Regions from separate parts of the Sus scrofa genome. Here region 1 is linked to region 2. Evidence: chromatin contacts called from public Hi-C data. All regions are on one chromosome and are shown on one strand. Each heading gives the region's core, a stretch centred on a gene start, on an enhancer-like site or on the middle of the called end of the contact. The rest is flanking DNA. Distances are from core to core; before and after follow the strand shown. Region 1 overlaps KIRREL3 (kin of IRRE-like protein 3). Region 2 overlaps DCPS (decapping enzyme, scavenger).

What was found. Hi-C and Micro-C count contacts between places; a contact is called where the count stands out from the background.
Region 1: a contact with region 2 is called in a Hi-C map of retroperitoneal adipose tissue, with 1.5 times the contacts expected there. The contact joins two enhancer-like sites. A contact is called at or near these places in 2 of 47 Hi-C or Micro-C datasets (embryonic fibroblasts and retroperitoneal adipose tissue) and 1 of 2 datasets of contacts at active chromatin or transcription factors (skeletal muscle).

Annotation. Positions count from the first base shown.
Region 1 is chr9:53,653,176-53,657,964 of Sscrofa11.1, reverse strand. All of the region lies in intron 2 of KIRREL3 (kin of IRRE-like protein 3), which reads left to right. Among named protein-coding and RNA genes, the nearest start is that of ST3GAL4, 180 kb to the right of the region's middle. Within about 2 kb of position 1,749, at least 3 of the 83 cell types and tissues checked have an H3K27ac peak or open chromatin away from gene starts, as enhancers often do. A contact at or near this core is called in retroperitoneal adipose tissue, where this site is marked.
Region 2 is chr9:53,412,372-53,417,082 of Sscrofa11.1, reverse strand. All of the region lies in intron 2 of DCPS (decapping enzyme, scavenger), which reads right to left. Among named protein-coding and RNA genes, the nearest start is that of DCPS, 14 kb to the right of the region's middle. Within about 2 kb of position 2,437, at least 43 of the 83 cell types and tissues checked have an H3K27ac peak or open chromatin away from gene starts, as enhancers often do. A contact at or near this core is called in retroperitoneal adipose tissue, where this site is marked.

The sequences.
Region 1 (4,789 bases), core at 500-2,999, 240 kb before region 2:
TGTCCCCTGGGCCCTGGAGACTGCATCCTGGGCTCTGTCTCTCTCTCTCCCAGAACCCATCCCTAGAAGCCATGGAACTCATCTGGAAAACAAGGCTGGAGACTTGTTGTTGCTCTTTTTACTTTATTAGTGGTGGCTTTTATTCCTGCCTCCCCGAAGAGGAAAGCGGATTTCCCGGTGTGTGGGCATGCTGGGAAGAGCCAGGTGCTCTTATGAGAGTGTGGCTGAGAGCATCCTCTTCCCATGGCCAGCGTGCCTGCCAGGAGACAGGGAGCGAGCTCTCTCCTGATGAAAGCTGTTTCTTCTTTGTCCAGTAACTGGAGACTCAGGCAGCTAGGAACTATGGATAGAACTCTTCAGAGGCCAGATCAGCTGCTTGACCCTGGGATCAAGGTCCACCCTTCCCCCTTTTCAGAAGGAAGAGCATGTAGAAAGGAGACCTCGACTCTGGTACTTCTCCCACCACTAACTGGCTGTGCAACCTTGGACATGTTATTTAGCCTCTCTGGGCCTCCGGTGCCACCTCTGGAGAATAGAGTGAATGATATTCTGCAGGTGATGATCTTCTAGGTTTCCTGGCACTTAATTCATTCATCTGAGAGTTTGCTGAACATCTGCCATCTGCCAGGCATGCATTAGATGGAGGACAAGGCAGTCAACAGAGCATTCGTGGTGACACTCCTTCATGGGCATGGATGTTGGAGGTCAGAGTTCCTGGGACTTCTGGAAGGCGACCCTTGAAATTGGCAAGGGGCCTCTGGAGAAGACAGTTCAGCCCCGAGGTGGGATCCCCAACCTCAGCTTGTATGGCTTCCCATGAGGTCCACCAGAGTCCTGGGCCAAGGGATTCTTCCTGGGAGGTTTTCTTGCCTCCCAAGGGGCCAGGAGCCCCCTTTGGAGAGCTCAGCGGCTTCGCCCAGCTCCTGAGGGAAGAAACCCATTGCCAGCCTATGCCTCTGGCTCTTCGATCATAGTTGATTACAATTCTATCTGACCATGCCCACACCCAAGAAAGCTTTAGAAAAGTAGGCAGAGGCTGCAGAGCTGGGAGAATCTTCTGGCAAGGAGCTTCTGGCAAGAAGCACCTGGCCCACTGCTGTCACAGCCTGTCACCTAAGCCTTGGTCGTTTCTTGCCATTCTCCTGTCACTCTCAAGGGGGCAGTGTGGCCTGGCTGAAGGGACTGGAGGGCAGGTTGTCAACCAGGTTTTTGGACAAGGAAACTTCATTCTAGTTCTGTCTCAGCCACTTGCGGGCTGTGTGAACTGGGGCAAAGCACTTTATGTCCCGGAGTCACGGCAGTGTCATCCCTAAGCTGGTACTAACCTCACGGGTCGTGGTGGAAATGAAATGAGATGATTTGTGTAAACGTTTGGTAAATTAACGAGGCTCGGGTCAAAGGTCAAGTGTTGAGCTAGGAGGAACTCAACGAGGGAGACAGACCCAGACTCAAGTCATCAGTTGCACAGATGCCTGTCCAAGGCCTCCTGTCTGAGTGCTTATTCCTCCCCGCCATGTCCTCCCACTGGGCACGGCCAGATTTGGCTAGACTCAGCTGTGCCCAGGACTCTGCAGCTGCTCCTACTCTGTCCCCAACTCTGAGTCTCTGGAGCCAGGCTGCAGAGGAAGCTGCTTTGGGCTCATTTTTCTGCCCAGAGTGGACTTCCACACACCGCCCCCCCCCCGCCCCTCCTCCTGCTAGTGGGGTTAAGATCCTTAGAAAGAGAAAAGGAGGTCGATGAAGGGGTTCTTGAGTGCTCTCCAACTGGGCTGGCAGCCCACAGACCTTGTCACCATCCCCACAGCTGCGGGAAAACAATGCCCCAGGCAGCCAAGGGACCCTGCATCCACATGTGGTGGCTGCTTGTGAACCACACACTACAGCCAGGAAGGCCCCATTGGGCCCAGGGTCCCTGAGCAGCTGCAAAGTGGCTTTTGCCAGGAAACACCATGCTCTCCCCCCCGACCCCCACCCTGCTGGCACAGAGGGCTAAGAACTGCATGGCACTTCTGCTTGCAGAAAACACCACCCAGCCCCTAATCACAAGTTCCTTCTCTGTGGCTTCAGAATTCTCTACAATCATTAGGACGGTGATTTTTTTTTTTTTCTTCCTATGTTCTATTCAGGGTCTCTGTCTTTCTATGAGGACCCAAGACTGGACAGAAAAGGGGAATTAGCCAGGAGGATGTGTGAGAAATCAGAGAACAGTAGAGCTGGCAGGGGTCTTGGGGAGTTTCTGCTACTGCCTCTGTGTACCCTCAAAAGTCCCACTCATGAGACCTCTGAGGCCCAAGGAAGTCAACTGGCTAGCCCAGACCTTCCAGTAGGGGGCAGCCTAGCTGCCTGGAAAGAAAGGACTCACTTGCCCTTCACCACCTCCTTAGATTTTACCAACTCCCCATTCCTCCCGGCCCACCCCCCGGCCTTCCTCCTTCTCCAGGTGCAGGAGCCTCACCCTACTGCAGATACTGCACCACAGAGCTCTGTGCCCCTCTGGGTGGGGATGGGATCTCGGAGATCCTGAGATGGAAGGAACATGCACTGTGCCAACACACAATGGAAGGAAGGAAGCCAAGGGATGTAAGTTCTTTCCCCTGTGAAGGCAGAAAGGAAAGGCAGGAGGTTCTGCAAATGCTCCATCTCCTCCATCTCTCCCTGTGTTCTGTCAGTCAGTCAGCAAACACCCGCCCATCCATGGAGCACAGTTGACAAAGCAAGGACCTGGCCTTTTCCTCCAGAGGAGAACCATCAAATGGCATCTCCTGACACCCTGAGGACTGCTGCAATGGTGACAACAAGGCAGTGGGTCAGCCTGCGCAGCTGCCCGGAGGGGTGGTCGAGAAGGATGACTTCCCAGCTTTGGGAGAGTCACAAACCCTTTAGAGAAACTGCTAAAAGCTATGAAGACTGAACGTTCTCCTTCCCTAAAGCTTTTGTGCACATTCACTCAAAATTAAAAAATGGCACAAGTCCTGCATGTCAGCCAGTCTGCGCGTGCCCAGAGCCCAGCTGAGGACGCTGTTCTAGACTGTCTCATGCACTCGGGGCAGGGCGGCCACAGGGAAATGATCAGCAAGTTGGGCCGACCAGACAGCAGGGAACAGGGCCAGGCCTGTTAGCCCTTAGCCATCTGAGCCCAGAAGGGAAGCAGCAGGCTGGCAGGAGCAGGCCTGCTGCTGGGTCTCCTTAGCACCCTGCCCTGGTGCCCGCGTGAGCAGGGAGGGACTAGGGACTGTGTGGCACGTGGCCTGCTGCTGCCGTCAGCCAGAGAGAGCTAGCCGAGTGGAAATGCCGGCGCCCCTGCAGTCTCCTGATAACAGTGCTAAATAAAAGTAATTTTCAAGTCACCAGTTAACAATGGCTGAGCGCACTAGTGGTGACCATGGAGCGATCGCTTACTGGGCTTGCTGTCAGGGGACAGCTCTGAAGAGCCACCTGGCCCATGGTCCGCGTCCATACAAGGATGACCTGCAGAAAACAGTGTCCAGGCTCCATGGAAACATTTGCTCCTCCAAAGCCCTGGTGCTTTTCCTGTTGGAGAACCATTCTCTGTGGAGCAGGTGGGCTCCAGGGGCTTCTGGCCGAGAAGCCCTTCATGCAAGCGTCCAAACGTGGCTGGACCACACATCTCCTCCCCTCTTGGCTCTCCCCTCCCCCCAGCTCCACACACAAGGCCTGCCAGCCCCTTTCCTCTGGGCAGCAGCCTGCTTCTCATTGCTTCAGGCCCTTTGCCCTGTGGCCACACCCAGTTGCCCACAGCAGCTTTCACTTCCTAAAGCACTCACAGCCCAGCCTAGGACTGGTTCCAAACTCACTTCCTCCCAAAGACCTCCCCAGATGGACCTGCTGGGCCCATTACCCTGGATCCCTTGGCCCTGACCCAGACCAAAGGACTACTCACTTCCAGCTCCAGGGAACACTGCTCCCCACACAGTAGGCTCACCTGCTGCGCTTTTCTTTGCCACAGTCCCGTGCATCCTGATGTGCTCGGCATTCCTCGCTGGACCAAACTTGTCAAGGAAACTGCCTCTTCTAGACCCCAATCTTCCTTGGGAGGCCACCCAGTGTAGGAGAAAGAACATGAGCTTTGGAAGTGGCTGGAACAGTCCAATTTTGGCTCCCCTACCTCTTAGCTGTGTGACTTCAGACTTTGCCCTGCCTCTGTTTTCTCATCCATATATAGGAAACAAGGATGCCCATTTCCCTGTGTTCTTTGTAAGGATTAAAACAATAACCGTTGGGGAAATAGCTGGAACAGGTTCTGAGACCTCATAGGTGCTCAGTGCACTGCAGTTCTCCATCCAAGTGGCCTGGTAGCAGCTCTGGAATTTTATTTCATGGCCCATCCAGGGCTGCACACCAGCCCTTAGCCATCTAGAGTATGCATCTCTGAAGAGTTCAAGGCAAAAGCCCCCAGCCCGAGCATGGCAGACCCCAGAATCTGTCCCCACCCTGAGGGGCTAGAAGGGGACTGGGGGCTGTTGGCCCAGCGAGGGCCTGGGGCTGCTAGGGCTCCAGGAACGGTGAGCTGTGTGACCTTGGGCAAGACACAGACCTTCTCTGAGCTTCCTTTCATCATCCTAAGGAAAATCTCCACCCTCTCAATCTCAAACATTATCCTAAGAAGCAATGTCAGTATCTGAGAATCATAAAGGGCTGGTCACAGGAGAAGCAGGGCCCCAGGCAATATAACCAGTTCTAGTTTACCATTCCCAGATGCCCTCCCTGCCAGAACACAAGGGAGCGCACCCTGGGATTTATGCCTGGAGGTTAAGAAATTCTCTTGTTA
Region 2 (4,711 bases), core at 1,188-3,687:
GGATTGAATCTGCATCCTCATGGATCCTAGTCAGGCTCATTAACCGCTGAGCCACAAAGGGAACTCTGGGTATTTATTACATTTTCTAAAACAAACATGGATCACTTACATAATAAATATATTAAAAAGAGAATAATGAGCCACCTCTTAAAACTGAAGCCCAGAGAAGTTAAGTAATTTACCCAAGGTCACACAGCTAGTAAATGGTAGAGCTAAGATTTGAACCCAAGCAGTCTGACTCATCTATGCAATACCACAGGGCCATCCTCTTTCAGTCTTTTCCTAAGAAACCTGTGCTGCTCTTCTCCAAAAGCAGCCCTATCAGATAAGGAGAAACATGATTTGTCCCAATGCTTCCTGGAGATACATAAATAGCCGTCAGCAAAACAACAGGGCACAATGAGGTGCCAGAGCGACTGGAGCTGCAGACTGGGAGGTCCAGCAGGACATCAGAGCTCAGAGGGAGCAGAGGCCAGTGACATGATGCTCGCTGCAATGCCCCCTAGAGTGCAGGGAAGTAGAGGCAGGCTACCCTCAGTGCTGGAGGGCCTTCTGAGATGCTGCGACCTGACCCTGGGCTGGAACAGGGGGATGAAGACAAGCCTGCTTCCAACAGGGACGATGGCTGTTTTGACTTTCGTGCATGGTACCCATCTCCCCCCCTCCCCCGCCCCCACCCCAGTGTAGGATGGTGGAGAAGGAGGCCTGGGGTGGGGCAGTGACTGCTCTTGTGGGGCTCAGGAGGCAGTTCTTTCTCAACAGGGATGCTGTGGCAGTGAGAATGGTCACACCGACCCCAGGTGAACAGCAGCCCATCCACACCCCTTCCTTCTCTCCACAGCTCAGAGGAACAGGCTGGGGTGCCGCTGGCGAGCACACAGCTTGGTCCTGCCTGTCAAGACCCTCAGTTAAGACCCTTCTCCAATAAATAAAGCCAGCCCTGTCCCCCCTGCCCCAGACATGAAAGCCCAGCTGCTTTCAGAGGTGGGAGGCTGGGCTCCGGAGAGGAAAGCGCAGCTGCCTTTCTTGCTCTCTGCCAAAGCTAGCTTAGCCAAATCCCTAGGAAAATGCTGCTGCACATGAAACATGAAAATGCAAACCACAGACAGTCTGTCCTCCTTCCCATACACATGTTCAAACAAGCCTGCTTTCCAGCCGTTGCTGATGACTTCTGCATGATGAGGTCATTTCCATGGCTCAGCCTGCGGCTTTTGCTCTCCCTTCATTATGATGAGCCAGTTTCAACTTATTTGACCCATATGTGTAGGCTCAGGGGCGCAGGGAAGAAGTAACAGCAAAGCGTGATCGGGGTGTGAAGCCCACCCCACCCCGCTCCACAGGAGCCAAGCAGAGCCACCCCGGGGATGGGCTGCCAGACTCAGGTCGACAGGGTACATCGTCAGGGCCCTCCTGGAGCTGGGGGTCTCCCAGGACTTGCATCTTCTTTCCTCCTTTTGGAGACCTTCCCCTGGGTGGATAACACCCTCCTCAGCCTCGCGTCATGGTGACCAGGGAGCAGGCCAGAGGCTGGAGAAGAGACCCAGGGCAGGGAGTCCACTGTCCCACGCTACACGATGCTGGAAGTACCCAAGTGAGGGCCAAAGAGACCTCCAGATCAAGGAAAAACAGGGCTGAAGGGTGTGGTCGGCATCCGACTGGAAGCTTTAACCGCCCCAGAGCAAACCTCCAAACCACTAATTACCTGTCTAAAGGAAAGAACAGAGATGCCACTGGAGACAGAGGAGAAGCAGACGCTGGTTTTAGCAAGATCCTAGCTCGGGCAGGCTCTTTCCCCACCCACCCACTCAGTCTTCTGAGGCCCAGGAGAGGGTCTGACAGGACTTATCGGCCTGGCAGCAAATTTAGTGACTCTGAGTACAGCCCCAGGGGTTACATCTATGAAAGGTGGTCCTTTAAGGGTGGGAACGGCTGCTGCAGGATAGCTGTGGGTGTGCAGCACTCCCCACAGTTCCATCTGAGCAAAGGATGAGAGCTGATATCTAATGACGATGGAGCTGCTGATTTACAGCCCTGGCCTTAAAGCTGCAGGACCCACCCCTGCGTGCAGGAAGAAACTGTTCTGAGGTCGAGCTATCAGAATGAACCCTCAGGAGTCCCAACATGCAGCCTCTCTCTCGACTTCCTAAGGCATCTCCTCACTTCACTCTCAAAGGAGCACAGGTGCCTGGTCTTGGTGCAACCCTGAGCACCCGCCATCCAGGCTGTGTTGGTAGGAAGGAAGGGGAGGCCACGGGTACAGGATACAGCCCCTCCCAGGAAGCCAGGACTACCGGAGTTCTAGGCCATCACTCACTGAAAAGCATATCAGAACCCAGGCTGCCACAGACAGAAGTGGAACCAACTGTACGGTGGGTGATCAGCCCCTGCCCGCTGGTCCTGAGGAAGTTGGCTTTCTGCTGACTCAAGCCTTAAGACTGCCAGAGTCCTGGCATCTTGCCCAGGCTGAGAGAGAGACACAGAGAGAGAGAGAAAGGAGGGGAGAGAGAGGAAGAGAAGGAGGGAGAGAGAGAGGGAGGGAGGGGAGGAGAGAGAGAGGGAAGGTGGAGAGAAGGAAGGGGGGATGAGGGGGAGGAGGGAGGAGAGAAGGAAAGGAAAGAGATGGAGGTGGGTAGAGAAGAAGGTGGAGGGGGAGGAGATGGGGGCACTGAGAGGAAGGGAAGGGGGGAGTGGGGAGAGAGGGAGGGAAAGGGAGTGGGGGAGAGAGGGAGGGAGGGGGCAGAGAGGGAGGGAGAAGGAAGGAAGAGAGGACACTGGTCTTGTGGTGGCTATTTCTCACTAGCTCGGGATCTAGTCACTTCTAAATAGGCTCTGAATACAATGGCTGTCCCGGCCTCATGGAAGCTGTGAGTCTAAATGGAGAGCTTAACAGTGGCCTCTGCTCCCAGCTGGTAAAGGGAAGCTATAAGGGCACAGACGAGGAACACGCAAGGGAGCGGAGGCGCAGTGGAAGGAGAGCCAACCACAGAGCCAGAGAGAAGGGCAGAACCCAGACCCTAGGTCAAGAGTGTTACTCAGTGGGGAGGGCCATTTCCATCTTGAAGTTTCTGCTAGTTGTAATTCCACTGTCCTTCCAAGCCCCAGGGAGAAAAGTGACAGAAATCTGCCATCATTAGAGCTGACTATAGGACCTCTCTGGAGAAGAGCTGTACCAACTGGCTCCATCCACAGCTTAGCCTCATCCTCGGGGCAGGCATTCAAAGCAGGTGAACAGAGAGGATTGTGCTCCAAAGACATAGGCCCTTGGACTGGAGCAGGGGTAGGCAAACTTCTGTACAAATTTGACAGTGGGAGTTCCCGTCCTGGCTCAGAGTGGACGTGGGTTCACTCTCCGGCCTTGCTCAGTGGGTTAAGGATCCGGTATTGCCATGAGCTATGGTGTAGGTTACAGACATGGCTCGGACCCAGAGTTGCTGTGGCTGTGGTGTAGGCCGGCAGTTACAGCTCTGGTTTGACGCCTAGCCTGGGAATTTCCATATGCTTTTGATCCTAAAAGAGACACACACACAAAAAAAAACCAACAATAAAACAAATTTGACAGTAGATGGTTTAGGCATTTCAGGCTACACATAGCCTCTTTAGCATATTCTTCTTAGTTTACTTTTTTAAAAAAGAACACTTTAAGGAGTTCCCATTGTGACTCAGTGGTTAACAAATCCGACTAAGAACCATGAGGTTGTGGCTTCGATCCCTGGCCTTGCTCAGTGGGTTAAGGATCTGGCGTTGCCGTGAGCTGTGGTGTAGGTTATAGACGAGGCTCGGATCCCGAGTTGCTGTGGCTCTGGCGTAGGCCGGTGGCTGCGGCTCCAATTCGACCCCCAGTCTGGGAACCTCCATATGCTGAGGGAGCAGCCCAAGAAATGGCAAAAAGACCAAAAAAAAAAAAAAAAGAACACTTTAAGAATGCAAAAAACATTCTTTTTTTTTTTTTTTTTTTTGTCTTTTTAGGGCTGCACCCATGGCATATGGAAGTCCCCAGGCTAGGAGTCGAATTGGAGCTGCAGCTGCTGGCCTACCTCACAGCCACAGCAACACATCTGCAACCTATACCACAGCTCATGGCAACGATGGATCCTTAACCTACTGAGTGAGGCAAGGGATTGAACCCACATCCTAATGGATAACAGTTAGGTTCATTACCACTGAGCCACGACAGGAACTCTGAAAAAAACCACTCTTACCTCATAGCCCATAGAAAAGGAAGCTGGCCAGATATGGCCCACGAGCTGCAGTAAACTAGAGCATGTACGAGCTCTGGGTGCTGATCAAACCACACATTCAGGCAAGGCCTGCCAGGCCAGGCCCTATTCCCCGCCTGCACAGCACCAGGCAGCTACCCATCCAAGAGCGGCCCAGTGTGGAATCTGCTCGCTTGACTATCAGCCTGAGTCTTCATTTGTAAATGCAAACGAACTAACATTCACCGGACATTAACAGAAAACCAGCAGCCTGAAAAAGAATGACCAAAATAAACAACAACCAGAACCAGATCCCAGAGGACACGGGATCACTGAAGGTTCAGGAGATAATTTTTAAAACAATTCTAATTAGTGTGTTAGAAAAAGTCAACCCAGTTTGGCCTCTGTGAAGCAAGAGCAAGATGTTATGAAAATGAAATAACCAGAGGACCAGAGAGAAGAAAATTAAAAATGTGGCTCTCAAATTAAAACCTTCACCACTGGGTCTGGTGACA